Regions from separate parts of the Mus musculus genome. Here all the other regions are linked to region 1. The links are chromatin contacts, called in public HiChIP or PLAC-seq maps. All regions are on one chromosome and are shown on one strand. The core of a region is the stretch at or near the end of the contact, and the rest is flanking DNA. Distances in the headings are between cores, read along the strand shown. Region 1 overlaps Cdkal1 (CDK5 regulatory subunit associated protein 1-like 1). Region 2 overlaps Cdkal1 (CDK5 regulatory subunit associated protein 1-like 1). Region 3 has its middle 160 kb from the start of A330102I10Rik.

Evidence for each region. HiChIP or PLAC-seq counts read pairs in DNA pulled down with a chosen protein or histone mark.
Region 2: a contact with region 1 is called in an H3K27ac HiChIP or PLAC-seq map of heart atrium, with 5 times the contacts expected there. The contact joins two enhancer-like sites. A contact is called at or near these places in 2 of 15 datasets of contacts at CTCF or cohesin (the NIH/3T3 cell line and large pre-B cells) and 2 of 115 datasets of contacts at active chromatin or transcription factors (astrocytes and heart atrium).
Region 3: an H3K27ac HiChIP or PLAC-seq map of heart atrium shows a contact between it and region 1, with 5 read pairs. The contact joins two enhancer-like sites. A contact is called at or near these places in 2 of 115 datasets of contacts at active chromatin or transcription factors (cardiomyocytes and heart atrium).

The regions. Positions count from the first base shown.
Region 1 is chr13:29,549,105-29,552,011 of GRCm38.p6, forward strand. All of the region lies in intron 10 of Cdkal1 (CDK5 regulatory subunit associated protein 1-like 1), which reads right to left. Among named protein-coding and RNA genes, the nearest start is that of Cdkal1, 310 kb to the right of the region's middle. Within about 2 kb of position 1,262, at least 39 of the 459 cell types and tissues checked have an H3K27ac peak or open chromatin away from gene starts, as enhancers often do. A contact at or near this core is called in heart atrium, where this site is marked.
Region 2 is chr13:29,837,467-29,840,166 of GRCm38.p6, forward strand. All of the region lies in intron 4 of Cdkal1 (CDK5 regulatory subunit associated protein 1-like 1), which reads right to left. Among named protein-coding and RNA genes, the nearest start is that of Cdkal1, 17 kb to the right of the region's middle. Within about 2 kb of position 1,400, at least 11 of the 459 cell types and tissues checked have an H3K27ac peak or open chromatin away from gene starts, as enhancers often do. A contact at or near this core is called in heart atrium, where this site is marked.
Region 3 is chr13:29,176,914-29,179,613 of GRCm38.p6, forward strand. No RefSeq gene overlaps it. Among named protein-coding and RNA genes, the nearest start is that of A330102I10Rik, 160 kb to the left of the region's middle. Within about 2 kb of position 1,413, at least 13 of the 459 cell types and tissues checked have an H3K27ac peak or open chromatin away from gene starts, as enhancers often do. A contact at or near this core is called in heart atrium, where this site is marked.

The DNA.
Region 1 (2,907 bases), core at 12-2,511:
CCTTCTTTTCATTTTTTCTTGGTGTCTTCCAAGCATCCTAGGTAAGTCCAGTACACTTTCTGTTGAGTGAAATTGGCCCAGCGAGAGGATGGTGAAGAAGGTCTGGGTGACGGACTGACTATCTTGACTTAGTCTCCTTTCTGAAGCTCCTTTGGACCCTCAAACCCAGGGTAACTTTTGTGTCACACAGGGTATATTTGTCAACCACAACACTGATCTGCAACAAGGAGGATGGATGTACCAGCAAGGTGTGAATATACTGTCAAGATGCTAAGAGTTTAATAGCTCTTACTTCCAAAGGTCTGGGATGTTTCCATTGTATGCCTGCCTTTGATCCTTGTGTCAGGTTAGATGGCCTATTCTCAGGAAGGTCTCCATTTATCTCATGCTACTCTTCGTAACATGAAACCATGACTTTCTACAGGCATGCTCTTATCCTAGAAACTCATTTACATCGCCATCCTTTGCTGTCCCTATTGCTCACAGTGTCATGACTTCGAAGTGTGTGATTTTATGTGGGCTCTACAGTTTTTTTGTTTGTTTGCTTGTTTGTTTTTTAATGAAGACAACTCTTTTCTTTATTCAATCTTTCATACTCATCTACTGAGCACTCTTGATTAAAACAATGTCAGTGAATGAGGAAAGGCCAAGACAGCTTTAAAGCAAATAAGAGAGTACTAAATCATGACAATTATAATTTCTTATCACGTTGAGGTGGGGATGGAGCAGAGCTGAGGGCACATACCCAGCATTCCTGGGACCTTGCCAGCACCACAAAATTTAAAAACAAAAAAAAGAGCCAGGCCTGTTTTACATGTCTAGAATTCAGGAACTGACCATGTGGTGTTTTCCAGACACAGAAGTTACCCTGAACAACACTGTGAGTCCTGCAAGGTCTTCCAGAACACCTCTGGGAGGCCAACAAGCCAATCACTGCTTTATATGGTCTGCTCTGGCACGTGCTATGAAGACAGCATCTGTGGCTACAATCCTGCCACCAATTAAAATGCTGGGTCCATTCCAAGAGGGACTTGCCTGACACCTTTGAGCAATCTTCTTCTTTTTCCCTTGTGATTTCTTCCTACCTGAATTTTGTCAAAACTGCTTTAGAATCTGGATCAACTTTCTTTCCAATCTAAAGGAATTTGCATATTACCATCAACTGTGTATCAGTAAAGCCCAACCCCCTTCCTACCAAAGACACATCCAGCACATTGTCGGGCCTCCGCCATGCCTGCCTCACACTTCCTGCAAACACAGCGAGACTGCCATAGTTCCGCTTTAACTGAGAGCACTTGCTTTTCTCAAGTGTTAAGTCAAAGTGTTAAGTACAAGTTGACATGCTTGTGACTCATTTTAAAATAGCAAATTATAATCAGCCAACACTGTATGAAGCATGAAAGTCATTCTCTAAATCACATGTCTACACGAACACTGAGCTGGAAAAATGTGGAGAACAAACCCGAAACATATCTCCTTCATATATTACATTACCAGTTTGTCATCAACCCTTGGAAGGATTTCTAAAATATGCTACTGATATTAAGGTTGCTATGTAACAAAACTCTCAACAAGCTCACTGAAATAATTTTTAAAATATATATAGTATGAGTGTCTGCTGTGAGTGTAGGGGAGTGTCAGAGGGCAGAAAAGGGAACCATGGAATGCACTGGAACTGTAATGATGGGCAGCTGTGAGCCACGCAGTGCGGGCAGTATAAACCAACTCTGGAGGAGCAGTAAGTGCTCTTAATCTTCGAGCCATCTCCCCAGATCCCCACGACCTCCTCCAAGCAACATAGCTAATGGTTAAATAACTATTGCCATTTGGGCAGTAAAATTTAGCAACTATGGTTGCTTTTAGCTTTTTGAAACATAACTTTTCTATACAAACGTAGTACAAAGAACACCCTTAATGAAAAACAAAACTTGTTTTTTTTAACAGTCCATGTGACTAACTTGGGCTTGGGTCCCAGACTCTGGATCTACAGTAATGTTTCTCAAATAAGAATTGTGGATCCTAGAATGTTCTTTTTCTTTGGAACAACTGCTCCTTTGTCCACATTCTTTGCTTGGCTTTATGTGGTATCTGCCATCAGATACCACAGAGCCTTGGACATGTGCCTAATTTTTTCTAGTTTGACATTTGGATACCTAATCTAAAGGTCAAATTCTGATGTATAGAAGTCCCTAAACTATGTTTCCTCCTTTGCTTACAGACAAATCCTGATGTTTCAATTCCTCCATTCCTTTGATTCTACTTGATCCCTACTCTCCAGAAGAAAAACAAAAAGGTAAAACTGTGAAGTTACCTCCAACTTAAGACACAGCATTTTTACAAACAGTTAAAATACAACATGAATACTGACTCTTGCTTGCAAAATTAGTCCAATATATTTGCAATTCTCAACTAGGCAAAGTCTCAAACTACGGGAACCAAAAAAATTAACTGTAGAGAAACTAACTAAAAGACAAAAAAAAAAAAAAAAAAAAAAGCAGCAAAGACCCATGGACAGATGCCAGGGGGCCTAAATAACATAAGGAGCATTAAATACTGATGACTATAAGGAGGAGTGGAGAGATGGCTCAGTAGCTAAAGCATTTGCTACTATTGCAGAGGATCCAAGCCTGCTTTCCAGCAACTGCATGGAGTAGCTCACGATTGCCTGTAACTCTAGTTCCAGGAAGACAGCCCCCTTTTCTGCCCTCCTTGGGAACCCTTTTACAAGTGGTGTACACTAATGCAGACATATATAAAAACATTAAAGTGAAAATAAACTGCAAAGTGTGGTAGTTCAAACCTTTAATCCCAGCACTCAGGAGCAGAGGGAAGGCAGATCTCTGAGTTAGAGACCAACACGTTCCAGGCCAGTCAGGTACACATTCGCACAAACACGCACGCACACGT
Region 2 (2,700 bases), core at 150-2,649, 290 kb after region 1:
AGACGTTCACATGCATACATACCACTTAGTTCACTGTTACAATAGACTTCTGTGTTAAAGTTGGAAAGCAATTATTAACATTCATCATATTCAAAAGTCAGTTCTACTTGATCACTAACCCACATATAATGCACATTTTAAAAATTCCTATTTTGTGTGTGGTACCCTGTGCAATGGCACTTGTAATTCAAACACACATGGACACTGCTCATGCTAGCTCATTTAATCCTCCACTTCTACCAAAGGCAGTGCTCAGGACTAATCACAGGACTCAGAGGACTAACACGGGACGATCACTGTAAGCTTAAGGCTAGCCTGGGCTATACAGTAAGACTCTGTCAGGGAGAGAGAGGGAAAGAGAAAGGGAATGGGAGAGGGGGAGGTGAAGAGGGAGGGGGAGGGGAAAGGGAGTGGGAGAGGGAGAGAGCTAGCTGGCTAGCAATTAAGCTAATAGAAGATATTACCTGATTTTACCCTTATTTTACAGTGTGAGTGTTAAAAGTTGGGTACTTCAGCTCTGATTTGCTGACCAAGTATCTCTGAAATGTCCAAGCTGAGTAAGATGGAAAGACTTCACCAAAGGAAAGGAAAAATGGGTGAATCACACTTAGGTGGGGACTGGCTAAGAAGTCACTATTTCAGTAAGCAGAAATATACTAAACAGCAGTGGTGCCAAAGCGTTGTGGCTTATGGAGAGGAGGGTCTAAGATGATCAGGTTCATGAAAACAATGTTAAGGCACAACTACCACCACTAAGAAAGCCCTCAGATTACCATAAATATAATACATACCAAAGAGTATATATAAACCTGTACCAAGATTCTAGGCCCCTCTTACATCAACCCTCAAACCCACGTCAAGTCAGAGGGGAATGTGAAAGTGCAGAGTTCAACTCTTTCTGCTTTACCATTTCCTAACCCTGTTTAATAAACAGGTCTGAGAATTCATGAGGCACTCAAGATGGACCCATGCCACTGTTTTTAGTAAGCCTGAAAGTAAGAGAGTCATAAAGTAACAAATAGTTTTTCCTCAGATTCAAAAATCCCACCTTAATATATTCCTACGGAAAGCCACAACCAGACACTAGGACGAGCAGTGAAAGCGACCAAGACCAGTTGAAGCTGTCAGCCCATCATTGGATAATCACACATCTGATTTGCTGCGCACTGCATCTCAGATTAACAAGAGCTCACATGGCCTCTGAAAAGGTCAATTTGCCAAGTTCTTATATAAATACTGTTAAAAATAGAAAAAAAGCAGAGAAAAATTAAATGTTAGGTAACTTAATGACTTCTAATCATTTTATTAGATGATCATTTGTAACATGGAATTCATGTTCAGGGGTCATAACACCACTAAGTGATCGCATGATGCAATACTGCCATCTGCTGTTCAAAAGCTAGAAACACATCTTATTTTTAACACAAACCTTCTGAAGGCCAGAGTGTTGAACATACTCAACTACTAATGTCCCTGAAGTTTTTAGACCCAAAATTAAAGAAGGCAACAAAAAATAAAAATAAAAAAATTAAGTATGTTTTAAATGATGCTTTCATGGTAATTTGTCATCTACTCATTTTCTTAAGAAAGAAAACTACAATTTAAACACAGGCTATTTCTACATAAATTACTCAAGAACACTGTACAATATTTTTAAGCATAATCTGAACTTTATTAAGCAATTAAATAGGTATCAGATTTCTGAAAGTATATGGATATGTGTTTTATTTGTCTCATAAAACCTCTAACATGTAGGTAGAACACAGTGTAGCAGGCCAGAAGTTTTTTAAAGCCTCAATCTCCTGATACAGTTCCCCTTTCAATCAAGTTTATTCAGGAAAACAGCATATGGCTGGCTTTGCTGCTCACAAGCTACACAAAGCTGAAGTTTAGGTCAAATGTTAACAGCATGAAGAACAAACTGCAAGCTCACAAGGAGAAACAGGAGAATGGTAACAGTATCACAATTTTAATAGTGGGAAAATTGGGAAAGCAGGTTTTCACTCTGTATCAAATGACTCACTAGCATGGAAGTCTAACCATTGCTGGCCATTCATTTTAGACAAATGATAAGCGTCTTCAGAGCGAGGACCCAGAACCAAGAACTAGAGAATTCACTTACTCCTTTAAAAATAGTGAAGATTCTGAGAGAATCCCTGTCTTGAAAAACAAAAAACAAAAAATGAAGATTCTAATCAATCATTCAAATTCTGGAGACCAAACCAGATTTTCCAACTAATCCTTCAAGAAAGCCAACATTCTCCTCAATCATTCAAGATTATTTAAACATAAGGAGAATACTGCTTGAAGTACAAAGGACACAGGAAAGGCCCACACTCCTTGGTTTGTACAGATGACACAGTATAGGACAAATCAGGGCTGCTTAGCATTCTGTCCAAAATGAGTTTGGGCACTTCCTAAGAAGCCAAATATGGGGAAATTTCTCAGCCAACTAGACAAATAAATCAAATATATATATTTGATTTGATATATATATTAATTATTTCTGTGCTGCCTGAAAAACAAACATGTATATAAAGAAGAAACAGAAACTAACAGAGAAATCACGAAAGTAGCTCTGTGAGGAGTGTCAACCTAGCACTCCAGAATCCCTAAGTTCAAATCCAAGCATAGCCTAAGTTTGTAATCTCAGCCACTTCAAAGAGGCAACAAATCATTGTGTATCCCACTTTATACCTC
Region 3 (2,700 bases), core at 163-2,662, 370 kb before region 1:
GTCCTCGGGAGATTGTGATCATTGTGATGGAGACGTGTGCTGATTGATCCTACCAAACGATGAACACGTCTTGGCTCGAATCTAAGTTCCAGATGTTCAGCAAGGCAAAGTCCCAGTTTTCCTCTTTTTGAAGAATGTTACTTCCAGTATGATAGCTATTCATCGCACATACTTACTTGATTGTTTCTCTTGTTTTTATTTAGATGGAGCAAAACCTGATTCTGAGCCCCAGTATGTGAGTGTGGGTGGAGGGACGTGAGTTAATAGCATTCTGTTTTCTATCCTTCGTTTTATTTGATTAGCTACTTGATGTGATTTCTACTGCATGTTCTAGAACCCCACAGTCAACGGAACTGGAAACAGTCCCATCTGCTCTTTCATGGGATAGATAGACCCATGATCTTGTGTGATCATGATCTAGGATCTACATTGACCCTCCTCAAATTCTCTTCTGTATATATTGGCTAAAGATTGACCTCAAACTGATATGTAAATTCTGCTGGAGGTGCCAAATAACACTTGGATATATAAGTGTAATGGTAAGGCTTACAGTTGTTCAAAAGGAAGAAAAAATAACCCTTTTTCCTCTATGGTTCTTGGGATCATGCTGTCCTAGTAAACCTCCTTAGCGTGTGAAATTAAAGCTGGGGAAAGCAATATCACAATATGTTTGGTGGCTGGAAATGTCATTCAGAATCAAGAACATGAGTGTGCAGGAAAAGGAACGGCTAAATAATTCATGAGGCAGCTTTTACTATTAGTACTATCACAAGCCCTATTAATTCTTATAAAATGGTAGGATTTGAAGTTGGGTTCAGTGGCCTATGAGAAAACATGAGTTGTCATCATTTTAATATGTTTTTGTAGCCCAATCCCTGACACCATTCAAAACTACATTTCAAAACAATAACGCTGGAAACAATTATTTTTGAACAAAGACATTATTTTAAATGTTCTTGTTGAGTAAATAACTGGACAGTGACTTACTCCAATTAAAATCTCATTACAGCTTCCCTTCGTGGAAGGATTGGAGGGCTGGCTGGAGCTGACGTTTTCCTTTACAGAGAGGGTGGAATTTCCATGAAGGTCAGGGTTTATCCCTCCAGCAGAGGTTAGACAGGGCAATGTTTTGGCAGTAGAATAAAGAGCCCAGAGAGGATGGAAAAGTGAGATTACAGAGAATATTAAAATATACTTGGTACTTCCCTAACTGTGAAACAACGTCACATGATACATGTCTGCTGCTGCTAAATGCACATGCTTAGAAGCCAGAGAATTGTTTTCTTTTGCTGGTTCTGCTGCTTCTCCACCCCACCCCCCAACCCCAACCCCAACCCCAACCCCAACCCCAATGGCCTCTCTGTATAGACACGCCCAAAACATTTGGCTTCTTCCCAGAACTCCAGACTCTAGTGCTGCTATAAAAATAGCTGTGAGCTACAAAACAAAGGGTGGGAAAGTCTGCACTTCTGAAAGGGGCCTTGTTTCTCCTCAGTCCATTAGATTTATACATGTACAAACTCATCAGTGCACACAGGTAAGTGCACGCAGATATCCACATGCATGGGGCTGAGAGACATATGAAGTGAAAATTTTACCATAGGGTTATGATTTCTGTTCTCTCTCTCTCTCTCTCTCTCTCTCTCTCTCTCTCTCTCTCTCTGTGTGTGTGTGAGAGAGAGAGAGAGAGAGAGAGAGAGAGAGAGAATCATTCCAGATGTCACTAGATAACAGTAAACTGTTTCCATGAAAAGCTGTAGAAGCAGTCTTAGCTCATATGGAAATAATGTTTTAACTAGCTGGGAGTGGTTCCTGAGGTTTGCCCTGATTCTGCCTGGATCCAAGCTCCTCGCCTGGATCGCTGCAGAATCCAGATTCAGGTACCAGAAGTATGGTAAAATTAATGTCAGACTGAAAAAGACAAACAATTAACAGTCATTGGCTTCAGTCAGGGCAAAATTATCCTTCAGACTAGAACAGAACTCTGAGGACTTCAGATTGCCAATCAACCACCTAAACAAACAAGTAGATAGATAGATGATAGATCGATAGATAGATAGATAGATAGATAGATAGATAGATAGATAGATAGATAGATGCTGCAATGAAACCACAGAAATGCACAGAAAGAAATGGACCAGGAGTAGTATACATCATAGCAAGAAGGGGAATCTTCTCTATATAGCTACAGAATTGATGGATCATATTTTTTTTTTATTGCTTGTCTGTAATGAAACATCTTGGTTGCCTAAATCGATTTCACATAATTTAAAATCTAGTGAAATGTCAGCATTGTCTCCTGAAATTAAAATCTCTTTATTATTTCAAGAAAAATAAATATGAGCATGTTCTTCAGATTTATGCTTGGAGCATCCATTGACAACTCCTAAGAAAACTGCCATTCCAGTCCCAACAGGAGTAGAGACCAGAGTCCAATGTCTTGTGCCTTTTTCAATTGTTCTCCATCATATTTTTTGAGATAGGATCTCTTGATGAATCCGCAGCTCATTTATTCAGCCATACCTGCTTGGTCAGCACATTCCAGGGATCCTCCTGCCTCTGCTCGTCGGTGCTGAGGCTACAAGGACCTGCTGCCACGCCTAACATTTCCATGAGTACCAGGCATCTAAACCTAGGTCCTCATGATTAGTTAAACAGAGCAAATTCTTTACCTACTTAGCCATGTCCCCCAGCTCCACA